Linked DNA regions of Mus musculus: region 2 is linked to region 1. Evidence: chromatin contacts called from public ChIA-PET data. All regions are on one chromosome and are shown on one strand. The core of a region is the stretch at or near the end of the contact, and the rest is flanking DNA. Distances in the headings are between cores, read along the strand shown.

Region 1 (4,337 bases), core at 1,290-3,789:
CTGGGGCATGAACTCACAACTTCATTGGAATCTGTGTCTAATGTTTTCAAAATGCTTTGCAAACTTTGAAGAGTTAATAGCCAGATCAGGACATTCGGGGCATTTCCCTTTTGGTTCAAAATTATTGTGAACCTTAAGTCCTTAGGGGAGAGATTCAAACTGAAAGATCAGTCAAAAACAAAATAAATTTATAGTGGGCTTACGCGTCAACGCTCTAGTTAGACTTTCCACCCACATATCCAGAGGTTAGGTAGTTACAATAACTAGTCCGGAAATAATATTGAAAAGTCCACCAGTCAGGAGCTTCATTTAGGTTCCGCCTCCTTTACTTAGTAAAGAAACAACTATCTTTTGATTTTGAGGTTAAACAGTTACTCTGACTCTATAGTTTCACTTCCTCTCAGGATGTGGCTGTAGGGCTCACACAAAAAAACCACGCTTAATGTAAGTTTGTTGGTCACAAAATTAAGAGACAGGGAGAGAGAGAAAAAAAGAGCTGAGAGAATGCAGCCCACTTGCAAAAACAGGCACCTGTTTCAGTATGAAGCAATAGGGAGAATGAAGTGTGCTTCCTCACTTCTTGTACTTTCCTTGATGAGTGGTCTGGAAATGTATAAATCAAGGGCATACACAGACCAAGGGGGCATGTTCCACACAATACTGGGCACAGAATTGGCAACCGTATCATATATTAGACATCAGTGAATATCTTCTTGATGTTGACACAGGAGTTGGGGTTATTGTTCGTGGTGCAAGTGGCTGTGGAGTTGCCCGTTTTGAAGGGGGTCTGCGGGAAGGCGCTGTGGTTCATACCCCCCTCTTCGATCACCATATACTCCGACTTACTCAGAGTGGAGTTACTCCGGGCTTTTCGGAGCTCCTCGGCTGAAGAGGAGAGGTGCTGGCAACTGCCCACGTGCATGTACTGGGCTTGCTCTTCCCCTTCTGTCTCCCGGTGGTAGAAGTAGTTGAAGTTGGAAACAATCACAGGAACTGGCAATGCAATGGTCAAGACACCTGCGATGGCACAAAGAGAGCCCACAATCTTGCCTCCTATGGTCACTGGGTGCATATCACCATAACCAACAGTTGTCATGGTTACTACTGCCCACCAGAAGGCATCCGGGATACTGTTAAAACCCGAAGAAGGGTCGTCTGCCTCAGCAAAGTAGACTGCACTGGAGAAAAGGATGACCCCAATGAAGAGGAAGAATATGAGCAGCCCCAGCTCCCGCATGGAAGCCTTCAGCGTCTGTCCTAGGATCTGCAGCCCCTTAGAATGGCGGGAGAGCTTGAAGATGCGGAAAACCCTTACTAGGCGGATGACTCTCAGGATGGCCAGCGACATGGCCTGCTGCCCATTACCTTGTCGTTCAGCCAGCTCAGTGCCCAGAGTGATAAAATAAGGAATGATGGCCACAATGTCTATCAAGTTCATGATATTTCTGGAGAAGGTGGCTTTACTGGGGCAAGCAAAGAACCGCACCAGAAGCTCAAAGGAGAACCAGATGATGCACAAGGTCTCCACCACGAAGAAGGGGTCCGAGAAGCTGGAGGCTCCAGAAGGGGCCCCCGACGTGCTGTTGTTGGCAGCCTCAAACACGTCCTGCGACGGGGAGGCGGGATAGTCTTTCTCATCGCGAAACTCGGGAAGCGTCTCCAAGCAGAAGATGACAATGGAGATGAGAATGACCAGCACTGACACAATGGCAATGCCCCGGGCCGGCCCGGAGCTCTCCGGATATTCGAAGAGCAGCCACACCTGGCGCTGGAAGTCACGGCGGGGCAGGGGTCGCTCCTCCTCCCGCAGGAAGCCCTCATCCTCACGGAACTTTTCCATGGCCTCCTCACCCAGCTGGTAAAAGCGGATCTCCTCGGAGAAGATGTCGATGGGCACGTTGACCGGCCGGCGAATGCGGCCCCCGGACTGGTAGTAGTAGAGGATGGCGTCGAAGCTGGGTCGGTTGCGGTCGAAGAAGTACTCATTGCGGAGTGGGTCAAAGTACCGCATGCGCCGCTTGGGGTCGCCCAGCAGTGTCTCGGGGAACTGGCAGAGGGTCTTGAGCTGCGTCTCGAAGCGCAGCCCAGAGATGTTGATGACCACACGCTCGCCGCAGCAATCTTGCTCGCCCGCGGCGGGCAGCGCGGGTGGCAGTGGCTCGTAGCGGTCGCAGCCGCCACCGCCGCCGCCACTGCCACAGCCTCCCTGAGGCGGGTCCCCGCCACCGCCTCCCGCCGCCTCTGGCTCCAGCAGGTGGTCCCCGGGCACCACGGTCATGTCTGGCGGCAGCTCGGCGTGGCCGGGGCTCTGCAGGATGCGCGCGCCGCCTCCTGCGGGGTCCGGTGCAGGGTGGGCGCGGTGATGGGTGGAGGGCTGCGGCGGTCGAGCGCGGGAGGCGGCGGTGCTTTCCTTCCCTGCTGGCGGCTGCCGGCCCGAGTCGCTCCTCCTGGAGCTCCCCGCCCCACCGCCGCCTCTGCCCTACGAGCCCGGCCCCGCCGCCTGTTGCTGCGGCTGCCGCGAGGCTCTGTCTGGGCTGGCGCGGCCCGCGGGGCTGCACGGTCCAGACGCCTCCTCCTCCCTCCTCCGCACCCCTCCCCGCGGGGCGCGCGCCCGCCTCTCTGCCACCGCCCCCGGGTTTCCCGCCCACCGCGCGCGCGCGCTCCGCTTCCCGCTTGCCACCCTTGTTCCTCGACCTTCTTTGTCACTGGATCGCCGCCAACTTGCACCCCACTCCCCAGACTCCGCGGAACCCCTACCCAGCCACGCTGGCCTTGGAGGAACCCGGCCGCCTGACCTCGTTCCTGGGCTCTGCTTGCTCGCTCCTGGTCAGCGCGCGTTCCCTTCCCGCGCGTGGTCGAGACCTAATCTCAGGGCTGTTATACCCACGCAAGGACCACACCTCATCCCTCGAAGGGAGGCCTCCTGGCCCTTGACACTTTGCCAAGAAGGGCAAGTTCCACTAGAGTAGGTAACAAAAAGTCCCAAGCAAAGGAGGCATCCAGGCATCCAGACCCTGAATGTCTTGGGAGGAGGGGCTGCAGGCTAGGTTGTCTGGGCTAGTGCAGGATAGGATAGTCTGGGGCCAGCATCCGGATTTAGAGGGGTAGAATAATGCTAAAACCTGGGTGTTGGTGCAGTAAACGATATTTTTGGACAGGAAGCAATGGGTTAATGGGTAACATGGGGTCTCAAGTCTTCCCAGCAGTCTAAAAAGAGGGTCCTTAAAGGCATCTGGAGACCTCATTTTTATAATGGTTAGCTCAGTGCGGGCAGAATCAGGGGCAAGTTTCTGGTTGGGATTAGTGAGGGCAGTGGAAAAAAATAAGAGGGAATGGTAAAGAAAATTCACCACACCTTACTGTGTGACGAACAGGCCCAATACCTAGCGTTTAATTAACACAATGATACCTGCCCTTGCAGTAGGGAACTCGAGAAAGTGTATTTTAGCTGTTAATGTGGGAAAGCCTTCATTTTGCAGATTGTGCCTCTCTTGCTTGATATGGGCCTACAGAAAATATTATCTCCCTTAAACTGTTTCTCTAAATTGTGCTGGTTGCTTTAAACATAATTTCTGTTCCCAGACATTTAGCTACCCCAAGTATAAGTACCAGAGTTACAAAATTCTGTTACCCCCTTGAATCATTGCAATCGTTTGCAAAAGAGGAACTATTGTCTAGACATTCACTCATTCCATGAAGTTAGCTGAAAATTCAGTTTGATGTAAGAGTGATCTGTCGTCATGTTTTTCTTACCCCCTCTCCCAACTACTAAACTATGATAAAGAGGGCTTGCCCAACTTCTGTTGTTAGCAACTTGGAAATCCTGGGATCTCAGCATTTGTTTGTTGTACTGAATTCTGCAACAAGTGATGCTTTGTATTTATTTCTGTCTGCTCTGGGGAGATATTTCTTCTTTTGAGTTCAGGACCCTATTGTGATTCCTGGGCTGGGGAGCGAGGGAGAGCTGAGCCAGCAGTCCAATCACCCTACAAGTTTCTAGAGCAGCATTTGGGGGTGTAACAAGCACCAGGTTTTCGTTTGTTTGTTTGTTTGTTTGTTTGTTTTTGTTTTATCATTCCTTCATGTTTCGCTTTACAACCATCTGAGTGCTGGGCACTGCAGAGAGTGGAGTCTATTGTCAGATGAAGAAACTGGGAAACCATTTAAATCCCTCTTAAATACACAGTTTCAGAGCAATCTGTTGTGCAATGGTCAGCTTCTTATTTTAACCAGTGATTAGGGGAACAGTTGATGAATATTTACATATTTATTTTTGTAAATCTAAGATTGGGAAAGACGGAGTGTCACAAGGAGAGCTCACTGAGAGGCAAAGACCC
Region 2 (4,337 bases), core at 977-3,476, 170 kb before region 1:
TAACTGTGGTGTGGTCTGGGGGCTGGTCGGGGAGATGCTCTGCAGGGCTAGGCTGGCACTTCCTACTCTCTGTGTCTGGTGGTGGACCAGGTTGGGGGGGAGGAACAGCAGAGGCCCCTGGGTGGCTGTTGTGTACAGCCTTACCCAGCACCCAGTTGCAGGGTTTTGGGCCACCTTCTGTACTCTTCTTAGCTCACCTTCTTCTTCTTCGCTCATCTTCAGCAATCCTCATGCTTCAGACAACTTCAATATCATCTGCTCTAGGAGGGTACCCTGATCTGTCGTTTAAAACAGAACATTTGAGCCATGCATGCACCCATCTCTGGAGATGCTGCAGGACAGTGGGGGTCTATCTGTCCTCTGAATCCTCTGCTGTGTGGTAGGGTAGAGTTTCTGGCATAACACTGAGGCTCAGCTTATCCCTGCGGGCAGCTGTGCCTTTGTAACATGAGTGAGAACACCTCCAATAGGATGGCATGAAGAGTGCTTGTGAGAAACACACACACACACACACACACACACACACACACACACTCACTCACAGACATACAGATACACATACAGACACACACTCAGATTCAGATATACACACACATACACCCACAGATATACCCACAGACACACTCACCACACATAAAGATACACACATACAAACACACCTACACACAGACACACATAGACATGCACAGACATACAATACTGACAGACAGACAGACAGACAGACACACACCAGCCATCCCCCCCCAACCTCCCCATCACTAAGCTCCTTGCCAGTTCTCATCCTAATAAGAGGAAGTGTTAGCCCAGGGAGCCGCTTGGGAAGGAAGCCTTTGAAATGGAAATGTTATGACAAAATGATGGATTGTTTTCCTGGGGCTGTGCAGCTTGTTTCTTTCCAGTGGCAGAAGGGAAAACAGAACAGACAGGAATGGCAGGGACTGCCCCATGGCAGAGTCCAGAATGGCATGGCTCAGTGATAACCACACTGAGAGCCGGAAGTGAGGACTTGGGGAAGGTGAGGGCAGCTGAGGGATGAAGCCTGGCTGCTGTCACTTAGCTCTGCTCATCCCTGAGGGCACAGCATGCAGCAACTGTGGGAAGAGCACAGTACCAACACCAAGAGGGACATCAGGACTGTCCATCTGCCTGTGTGTACCCAGACTCACACAGCTTGCCTCTGCCATCTCTGCTGTCCTGAGGCGTGCTGTGTTCCTCGCCTTCTCTACCTTCACGTGCGCCTCAACCTTCGTGCCAGCTTGAGCATCACCTCCTCTGAGAAGGAACTTGTTAGTCCCAAACCCTCTTTTACTAAATGGCAGGAATAACTGATGGCTGAGTCCTACCCCTAAGTTGTCACTTGTCATTTTAGAATGGGACACACTGCTCTAGGCACTGTGTCCATTAGTAAGCACAGAGAAAGGACCTCCTATGTGGTCTCTTTTGTAGACACACAGACATATGAATGCATCTGGAAGCAAAGCTCCTTATCTAGTGTTTTCCTGGAATGCACAAGGTCCTGGCTTCGATTCTCAGTGCTGCAAATTAGACAAAAGAAAACACCCCAAATCAAGCAAGCAGGAAGTGCATGTGGTTATTGGTGTGTTTTATAAAAAGATAAGGGAGAGAAGGAATACATTTGGTGAAGGTACAGTCAGGTGTGGGGAAGGGGGTGCCTCTGTTGGCCCATCCTTTTCCCCTGAGGGACAAGCCACACATTGTTGGTATAGTATAGAATAGAGTTGATTTAGGGCATGACATGGGGAGGGGAATTGAGGGAGTAGAGACAGAGAAAGGCAGAGAGAGAAAGGGAGGGAGAGAGAGGGGGGGGAGAGGTGCGTTGGCCATGAGCACATGGGGGGATGGAGAGAGAGAGGGAACAGGAGTAAGGGAACAGAGAAAGAGTAAGAGAGCAGGAGGAGTGAGAGAGGAGGAGGAGGAGGAGGCTAGCAGCCCCTTTTATAGTGAGTCAGACACACTATAGTTGCCAGGCAACTGTGGGGCAGAGCCTAGACTAAAGGCCAACAGTTATCAGTGGGTTTGAGTGGAGAGTTTGAACAAGACTAAGAATATTGAGCTTGAAAGTGAGGCCAGAAAGGCAGGGTCAATGAGAACGCAAAGATATGAAAAAGATATGGGCAAAGATATGAAAGAATGTTAGCAGTGCACTAGGAGGGAGAGAACCTGTGGGTTGTTCAGTGTCAAACCAGAGTCAAATGCTAACTGAAGTGCTCATTAACATATCAAAGCAGACACGGGTTCTCCCAGCATCCCTCAGTCCCTACTTGCTACAGGGTATGACTAGTATCCCCTGTCCCCTACCCTAAACTCTTTCAGCCCAGGGCTTCCCGAGCTGCCCTTCCCTATATGATCTAACCAGTTTGGCTACCTGGCCCTTCCCTTTCATCCCCTGGCCTCTTGGTCTGGTTCTCCCTTCTCACATAGCTCAGGATCATGTCCACTCAGGACTCTCTTAAATGTCCCTGCTTCTGGCTACTCTCGCCCTTTATCTACAGTGAGGTTTTCCCTTCACCATACCTAGGAGCAGCCATGCCTTTTTTATTTTATTTTTCATTCATGGGTAAACATGAATACACTATTTATTTTTCATATTTTCTGGCTTTCTAATGAAAGATGAGTCATTTCCAACTCTTTATAGCGTTTAGCGTTGGCATAGAATTGTTCTGTATTAATGTGCTTAATGTTGAGTGAATAAACAAACACAGGATCTTCAATTTTCCAGCCCAGGAGGCAGCTCTAGTCCTGGAGCGCCCTCTAGTGACCAGACCAACTTAGAGCATCTTGTTTATACCTTGGGACATTCTTGGCCACTTCAGGTGACTTTGGGGGCAGTGGTCAAGTAGACAATAGAGTTGACTGTCTCCCTCATGCAAAGCATAGTGGCAGCTTCTTCAGGACACAGATAAAAAAGGAGTCCCAGTCTTCGACCCCATAACTCCAGATATCTCTGATTAGCTTTTCTTTCTGTTTTTGGTCTCCAGAGTCCTGTCTCTCCAATCTTTCTGGAATGTTGTGATACTGGGTTTGTGTGCTGAGCTGAGCTGTCCGGGGAGAATGTGTCTACTGTGTGTGTCTTAAGGGATTCAGGGCAGCACTGGTCTTCCAGGTCAGCAGGGAATCCTGCCCCACCCCTCCTCAGCATTTACAGTGCTAGCATCTGACCCACGAGATCCTATGGGGATTTGGGGCTGGTGCCAAGGCTGGGCTTGAATGAGATGGGTGTCTTAGGATTTTCATGGTCGTGAAGAGATACCATGACCCTGGCAACTCTTATAAAACAAAACATTTAATTGGGGCTGACTTACATTTCAGAGGTTTAGTCTATTATGGCGGGAAGCATGGCAGCGTCTAGGCAGATATGGTGCTGGAGAAGAATCTGGGAGTTCTACATCTTGATCTGAAGGCAGCCAGGAGGAGACTGGCCCAACACTGGTCAGAGATTGATCACCAAAGACCTCAAAGCCTGCCCCCACAGTGACACAATTCTGCCAACAAGTCCATGCCTACTCCAACAAGGCCACACCTCCTCATAGTGCCACACCTCATGGACTAGGCATTCAAACACATGAGTCTATGGGATCCAAACATTCTAACCACCACAATGGGAAAACTCATTTCCCTCTTCTCTTTGGTAGAGTTTCACTTCTCTTTTGAGGACTGTGGTGGCCTTGGAAGTCTCCTCTGGTATGGGAGATGCAGTCTCCAATAGCCATGGTTGAAGCTTTACCCCTGGGTTCCAAGTTCAGGCCATGACACTTGAGAACCTTCTTCTTTCCTAGGACTCTGCTTAGCATCTGGACTAGAGTAACTGTGCCATTAGAGCTTTCTTCCTAAGGCGCATGAGAGGGAACAGGAGTCTGCAGATAAGCCTGTGTGCTTCTCTGGCAGTGTTCTGTAGGGTCAGTCATACCTCCTGCAGCTTTGAACTGGTGCTAGGACAATATGAAAGTAATGTCTTCCCCTGTGACCTCCAACCACAGCCACAGTCTCCATCCCAGATCTCAGGGACACAGATCTCAGCGCATGTTCTCCACGTGTGAGGACAATAAGTAAATAATAGAGAAAAGTGTTTTCCTGAGTCCACAGGATGCCCAGAAGTCCTCCGCACAGCCAACAGAGACAAATGAGATTAGAAATCTGGACTCTAAAGAAATTGTCTTTCGCCAGAGTCAGAGGAACTGGACATAAGACTCCACATGGACATGCCCATCACTGGATGCCAGCCTGGCTGTAGATCTGAACCAGCCTTGTAGGATTTATTTGGATTCAAGAGGGACAAGAAGAGCTTCTGTAGCTTGCAAGTCAATCCCTGTGGAGTC

What was found. ChIA-PET counts read pairs in DNA pulled down with a chosen protein or histone mark.
Region 2: an RNA polymerase II ChIA-PET map of memory CD8 T cells shows a contact between it and region 1, with 93 read pairs. The contact joins the enhancer-like site here to the promoter of Kcna3 in region 1. A contact is called at or near these places in 2 of 39 promoter capture datasets (embryonic stem cells and hippocampal neurons), 1 of 484 Hi-C or Micro-C datasets (cerebellum) and 3 of 115 datasets of contacts at active chromatin or transcription factors (the SCID.adh cell line, forebrain and memory CD8 T cells).

What each region holds. Positions count from the first base shown.
Region 1 is chr3:107,034,364-107,038,700 of GRCm38.p6, reverse strand. It overlaps Kcna3 (potassium voltage-gated channel, shaker-related subfamily, member 3), which reads right to left and starts at 2,539. Exons shown (of 1, transcript NM_008418.2): 1 at 572-2,539. The coding sequence starts at 2,278. The coding sequence ends at 692.
Region 2 is chr3:107,204,625-107,208,961 of GRCm38.p6, reverse strand. No RefSeq gene overlaps it. Among named protein-coding and RNA genes, the nearest start is that of Cym, 15 kb to the left of the region's middle. Within about 2 kb of position 2,226, at least 21 of the 459 cell types and tissues checked have an H3K27ac peak or open chromatin away from gene starts, as enhancers often do. A contact at or near this core is called in memory CD8 T cells, where this site is marked.